Linked DNA regions of Rattus norvegicus: region 1 is linked to region 2. Evidence: chromatin contacts called from public Hi-C data. All regions are on one chromosome and are shown on one strand. Each heading gives the region's core, a stretch centred on a gene start, on an enhancer-like site or on the middle of the called end of the contact. The rest is flanking DNA. Distances are from core to core; before and after follow the strand shown. Region 1 overlaps Clnk (cytokine-dependent hematopoietic cell linker). Region 2 overlaps LOC108352769 (a long non-coding RNA gene).

What was found. Hi-C and Micro-C count contacts between places; a contact is called where the count stands out from the background.
Region 1: a Hi-C map of Schwann cells shows a contact between it and region 2, with 5 times the contacts expected there. The contact joins two enhancer-like sites. A contact is called at or near these places in 3 of 12 Hi-C or Micro-C datasets (Schwann cells, frontal cortex and kidney) and 1 of 1 datasets of contacts at active chromatin or transcription factors (oligodendrocytes).

What each region holds. Positions count from the first base shown.
Region 1 is chr14:76,215,932-76,219,390 of GRCr8, reverse strand. The region is part of intron 3 of Clnk (cytokine-dependent hematopoietic cell linker); the gene reads right to left. Among named protein-coding and RNA genes, the nearest start is that of Clnk, 81 kb to the right of the region's middle. Within about 2 kb of position 1,345, at least 24 of the 93 cell types and tissues checked have an H3K27ac peak or open chromatin away from gene starts, as enhancers often do.
Region 2 is chr14:75,826,315-75,829,332 of GRCr8, reverse strand. It overlaps LOC108352769 (a long non-coding RNA gene), which reads right to left. Exons shown (of 4, transcript XR_001841161.3): 3 at 2,915-3,018; 4 at 1-814. Among named protein-coding and RNA genes, the nearest start is that of Clnk, 310 kb to the left of the region's middle. Within about 2 kb of position 1,677, at least 41 of the 93 cell types and tissues checked have an H3K27ac peak or open chromatin away from gene starts, as enhancers often do.

The sequences.
Region 1 (3,459 bases), core at 96-2,595, 390 kb before region 2:
ACCTTCTCCATGTCTTTTTTCCCACAAATGCAATTTTTAATTTTAGATTTACGGACTGATCAATTAACAGATTTTTTTTTTTTTTTTGAGACAAGGTCTCTCTATGGCCCACCTGGTCTTGCTTTGAACTCCACACAATCCTCCTGTTTCAGCCTCCCAAGTGCAGGGATTACAGATATGTAACAACCTGGTCCCTACTTTTACTGATGACGTCCAGAACGCCATCGGTGTTACCGCCCAGGTGCTGTGAAGAGACGAGGACTACCCAGCATTGTTCTGATGACACAGAATGATACGGTGGCTGCCAGGCGGGAGGAGGACGGAGCATTTGAGAGTGCGGTGTTTTGGTTTTTACAAGAAGATAGGTCTTAGAGGTAGGTGGTTTAGAGGCTACAGCATGCTCATCGTTAAGGGAGCTGTGTGCACAGTCCAAGTGTTTGAGAGCTGATCTCCTGCTATGGGTTTTTTTTTTTTCTTTTCTTTTTTTTGGAGCTGGGGATCGAACCCAGGGCCTTGTGCTTGCTAGGCAAGTGCTCTACCTCTGAGCTAAATCCCCAACCCTGCTATGGGTTTTTATGTCATACCAAGTAATAGTAATGCACAGAGATGGGAGAGTGTTGTTTAGAGGCAGGAGAGCCAGGTTTCTGCCATAGGCTTTAGCCGATGGGATCTCTATCTCTCACTCAGCAGATGTAACTAAAACTTAACCCGCCTGGAGTGGCACAACAAACTCTCGCCAGAGTCAGATTTTCACCCCGAGTTCCTTGTTGTTCACAAGCCTAGAGCGGCGACACAGCTTGCAGAAGGCTGTGCATCTGGAAGCTTCCTCCTCATTGCCAAGGCTGTCTGAAAGTGGCTGATCTGCTTCTCTCTGGGTGGGGCTCCACGAGATAGTTGGGTATTCGTATGTCATGTTCTCGGGGGATTCTGCACCCTAGGGGCTCTCTGTGCGTCAATGTGAGCATGTGAATTAGCAGAGGAAGCCTGAGCAAAACAGGGAAGGGGGCTGTTCTTCCAGCTGAGCCTGCTGCTATGATCCAGAGAGCTGGAAAAACGGGTTGGGGGTGGGGAGGCTGGCACTGTTGCCTGAGACGGAAGAAGAAGGAGGTTAGATAACTGTGGGTTTGTCTGGATGGAGTGTGGACATCGTCCTGACACTAGCAGCTGCCGAGCTCTCTGGAAAGGCTCCCGCGTTAATGCTCTTTGCAGCCTGACAGCCCACGGTGACGAATGAAAGATGTTGCTAGCTGACTTCATGGGGATTTGATATGCTCTGCCTGGGCTCCAGCGAGGGCAGCATGTTAGCAAGCTGCCCCTTGCCAGGGAATCACAAGATATACTCTGGCTTCCTTTTGTCAACAGCATCAATAACATAGCCACGTGCAAATGGGCCGCAGCTGGAAAGAGCACAAGACCGGTAGCATCGGCTGCTCTCATTTTCCCCGCTACCCTCCACATCTGGGCCTGAGGGAAGCAGGTTTTCCTTCCTCTGAACTTCCTGTGTGTATGGCAGGTGTCATCACTGTAGCAGGTAACTTCACAAACTATAGGATGATCAAGATTTGCCCTCCCATGTCTGTGTTTTTTTTTTTTCTCCCTGATACGAAAGCTTATTACAAATCAATTTTAAATCTGGAATTATTTTTAATTTTTAATTCTTTTAAATAATTGAATGCATTTAATGAGCTTTAATTTTTAAAGAATACTAAAACAAACACTCCCCTCCTCCACCTCTCCTTCTGCTTGGCACACTGGATGTGAGGATGCAGACAGCGTGTTCCTGTGTCCTTCGGATCCACGGGAACACGGTGTGTTATCTGGTCCCATAGAGATGGGACGGAGCCACGTCTCCAGGGCTGCAGTCCTGGAATAGAGACTAATAACTCATTGCCCCCTGGAATTTGCTAGCAAACCCTGAGGGAAGTGATTCACGTGATCTTACATCATCATCCTTTTTCATCACCCAAGCTCCCAAGAGCTACTGGTTTTACGTCGACATCTTATTTAACCGCTATTCACAAAATTGGAAGGTTACTCCGGAATAAGATTCTGTAGCTTTTTGAAAGACAGCTGATGCGGTTAGAAGTTACTAAACTCATTTTAAATATAAAGAGAAGTGAAAGAGGGCGCACATTTCCGAGGTCAGTCCTTTCCCCTGTTAATTTGAATGTCTGCTTTGGGAATTGAGCATGTTGCAAAAATGAACTCACACAGACTGTCCTGAGGACCAGTGTCTTTGTCTCCACCCTCGGACTCTTACAGAACACTTGTGTCAAGTGGCGTATTAGAGATGTTAGCAACTCCTTTCCTTTCATTTGTGGAAATCCATGATTAGTTCTCCCAGGAGCCAAAGATGCTATGCTCCACACCCAGTCTGATGAACCCCATTCAGAAAAGGAAGTTCCCACTGGGGAACTATAGGCCTAAGGTTTGGACACACACAGAATATTCTAAGGGTAGAGAACCTGGAGGGCTCAGGCTGGTGTAACTAGAGGTACAGCAGAGAGTCTGGCATGGGAAAGATGTGAAAAGCTGTGTCTCAGTAAGGTAATCCAGGAACACACAGGGTGGTTGGAAAGGGGCCAACTAGGGTTTCCAGTGGTCTTGTGGGAGGGAGAGCATAACGGATAGATGCAAGTACCTTTCTTATTTCCCAAGTGACTACAAAAATCTCCTGTATTGCCTGGATGTATACATCATACTTGTTTGACTGAATTCTACCATACAACTAGAACAGAGCCCATGTTGAATTCTCAGACTAACTACAGTGGTCCCTGAAAGGAGATGGGCACCTCATCTGGGGCCCAGAGCTTGGCCCATAAGCTCAGGCATATTGGTGACTGAGCAGGAGTGAGTAGATGGGTAAGAGAATGAGTGCCCTGTGCGCATGCTCAAGGAGGCATGGATCCGAGGCATCCCATGAGGATGTAGGCTAAGAAATGCTTTGCAGGCCGTGTCCTATCACTGCAATGCTAACAAGAGTATCCAAACATAGTAGTAGTCTCCTTTACACATCTCCACAAATTCCCTGGATTCCCTTGGAGTGGGGAAGGTCTACATTTTTAGAAGAGTGGAGACTGGGGAGGGTTTTCCATCCCATGGTATTGGGAAACTAATGGAATTTATGCAAGGTGAAATTGTATCAGCTTTCTATCTGATAAATGAACAAATGAGCCTGCTGTTTCTTAAGAACTTCTCTGTTGGGTTTCCAGAATCTTCCTCTTTTGGACCCAGCAACTGAACACATCTGTGACTATTTTGATACACATATACTCCACACTATTGAAGTCCAGAATGCTCTCATCTGGTTCATTTCTGTGAACACTGTTCGGGGAAAATGGCTTGAGAAGTCCCCACATATGGTACCACCCATTCCTCCCTGAGCTTTCCCCTCTCCAGGAACCATCTGGACTTCTCTTCTCCCAGATCTTGTGCAACTTCTTGCTCTAGTGATATATC
Region 2 (3,018 bases), core at 428-2,927:
GACCACTTCCTTCAAAATGACTTTTTTCCCTGCCCTTTAAAAAATTGAATTGGTGTCTTTTTCCTCTTAGCTCCTTAGGGTTCCCCATCTATAATCTAGTCTCTCAGGAATAAATTTTGGTGTCATCAAAACAAGTCATGGTCACCCTAGAATTCTGTGTTCCTTGGTAAATCAATCCATTCTTCCTCAGTGTGAAAAACTATCTGATAGGGTTTTCAGTCTGGTCTTTTGCCCCTGCACATGGCTATGACCCGGTGCCCAGCTGGCCTCATTATCCCACTTGCTTTCCTTTGTATATTTTAACATAACTTTTATCTACCATGCTCCAAGTTAAAGTATGATACGAGTTTGATATGTCCATCACTTAGATAATCTCAGGGTGTAGGACAGGGCTATTACCTGCATATGCGGTTAGTCGGCTGCCTTCACTTTTGAGTAACCATCATAGGTGGAGCATCTTGGTGTCAGATGTCTCAAGTATAGAGCCTGCACCCTTGGGTACTCACTTACCCTTTGATCTGAAGGATGGCGATTGCTGTAGTATGAGATTCTCTGACTTCAGGACCCACCAGCCTACTAGGGAGAAGATCAAGGTCTATTGCCCTGGCTTTCATCTGTAGCCAATACTGTATGGGAGCTGGTGGGTGAAAACCCCAGATTCCCCATCCTTGGGAATGACATCATGTCTTATGTCTAGGAGTCCACAGTGTGACTTCAGACCTGCTGATGGATGTACCTGTGTGGTCTTCTCCCATTCTTGTCACTTTCTTACTCCCATGCCAGTTTGACAGGAAACCCGACAAGGTACCAGAAGCTGGGGGAGTCAATCAACAGAAAATAATTATTTCACAATCCAAGTTTTAATTCCTTCTCAAATTGCTGTTCTTGACAAATGAATGACATTTCCTGAATACTTTCTTGGGTCCTAATAAGTGTCCTTCTCTTTTTAATAGCTCCAGGCTACCTGGACCAGACAAATAACCCTATCATAATCACCCTCGAAAGACTCCATCTCTATCTAGATCCAGTGACATTCCAAGGAACTAGGATATGCATTTGGGGGAGGACACAGTCCAACTTCTGATAACCACATAACTGTTTTCTGCTTTTATCTCTCAGGTCAATTTCTTAACCTCAGCTCTTTGTCCCTGTGCTCCAGAGGGCCTGATGCAAGACGGCTTTGCTTTGGTTTACTCTCTTCACTTAAAATAGTACATTGTCCTTTTGGCACATCTTCCAAAGTTTATTATCCCTGCCATACATGTGAAGAAGCAGAGACCTGTGAGATATTTTTTTCTGCAGTGGCAAGAATGGAAGCCAGGCTCTTGGGCATGCTAAGGAAGAACTCTATCCTAGCCTGCAATTGTTAAAGAGAAGATATAGAACTGTTGCTCTAACAGGGCTGAAGATGCATTTTCTTGTTCTGTCTTCCTGGTTATGCTTTGTGTTCCCTAGAATCTCATATGAGTGCCTAAAAAACTCAGAAAGCCACACACAAGAGTCTCTGCCCTCCTCAAATGAAGTTGCACAGGTACCAATTTTACCAGCTGCTTCAGCTCCCTGGATCTCTGAGATGGGAAACAAGGGAAGGCTTGCAACGCCACACTCCTGCATGACAGCCCCACTCAAACACTGGCTAGAAGCAGACACCAAAGGCTGCATCAGCCTGACCCAAGGGACATGCGAGATGAATAAATTACTATCCTCAATGAGCCCCTTTGTAGAAAAGGCCACACAGACATTAGTGTAAAGAACAACTGTGTTTCCAGTGTGGAAAGACAGTTCTCCTTTGTGGGAGCTTGGAGCTGCTAATTAACAGTTAATGTTTTCTTTTCAGGCAAGGCTGCATGAAATATTAGAATTTCCCAGATCATTAATGTATTTGGATTTTATTCCTGTTCTTCTTGATAGACTTTATGTCTACTCCTCCTGATATTTCACGATAGCAACAATTAAATAACAAATGAGCACAATAAGGAAAATAAGAATATTAAGATCCATAAAAAGGCTTTTGAGATTTTAGAATCTGTGATTTACAAGCAACTTATTATTTTATACAGAAAACCAGACTATTCATGATTAAGATGGAGAAACTGCCTGAGGGTTTCTTAAAGGACTCAGTGTGTCACATGACTAAAGGGAAATGTTTTCCATTGTACAGCTGACAGTCCTCAAGTCAACTGTACCCTGAGCCTGGAGTGGTGGCTATTACAAAGCATGCATGGAAGCTGTGGAGGACAGACAGGGTCATGGAGGGAAGGTGGAGCAATCATTCATGATGTAACACAGAAAGCCGTACTCTTCTTGAGGTCACTGAAGGAGAATGACTGCCCTGTCACAGTGCCAACAGGTGGAAGAACAGTACAAGCTACAAATTCCAGCTATTTATGCAATTTTAAACACCCCAATAGCTGAACCTATAAATTAATAAGAAGGCAAAGATAATTTAACAGTGTGTTTCATGTTCTCAAAACATTCAAAATATATGACCTTCCTGTTTGGAATCAATTTAACAATGGGATATTTAAGATATATTTTTTACGTGGGATTTAAAATATAGTGTTTATTTTATACCTAATAGCATAGCTAGATTAAAACTAGCCACATTCAAGTGTTAAGGAGTAACCTGTGGCTGGCAGAGACTGGGCTGAATGCCACATCACTAATATGCTGTTTGGAATGGTGTCTCTCATATATGAGAGAGGAATCACTTCCTAAAAACGTCAAGCAGAATTCTGCAGGTCATGGAAGAATGCCAGGTCATCCTGCTTGGCAACAGGTATCTAAGAGCTTAGCCTCATGGGTAGGTGCTAGGGTGCTGGCTTGGGAGACATGAAAGGAGCCTGTAGGTTCGTATCCCACTCCTCCAAAGCCCCTGCACATCTATGAGTGCATCAAACCCTCCAAGTCTCACATGCTCTGTGGTGCCATCACCCAGCTTGTCATTCTTCATCTGTAATTCCATGGGCTTGGTGTAAAACATGAACTGAAGGGTAGATCTATTCACAGGGAGCTAAG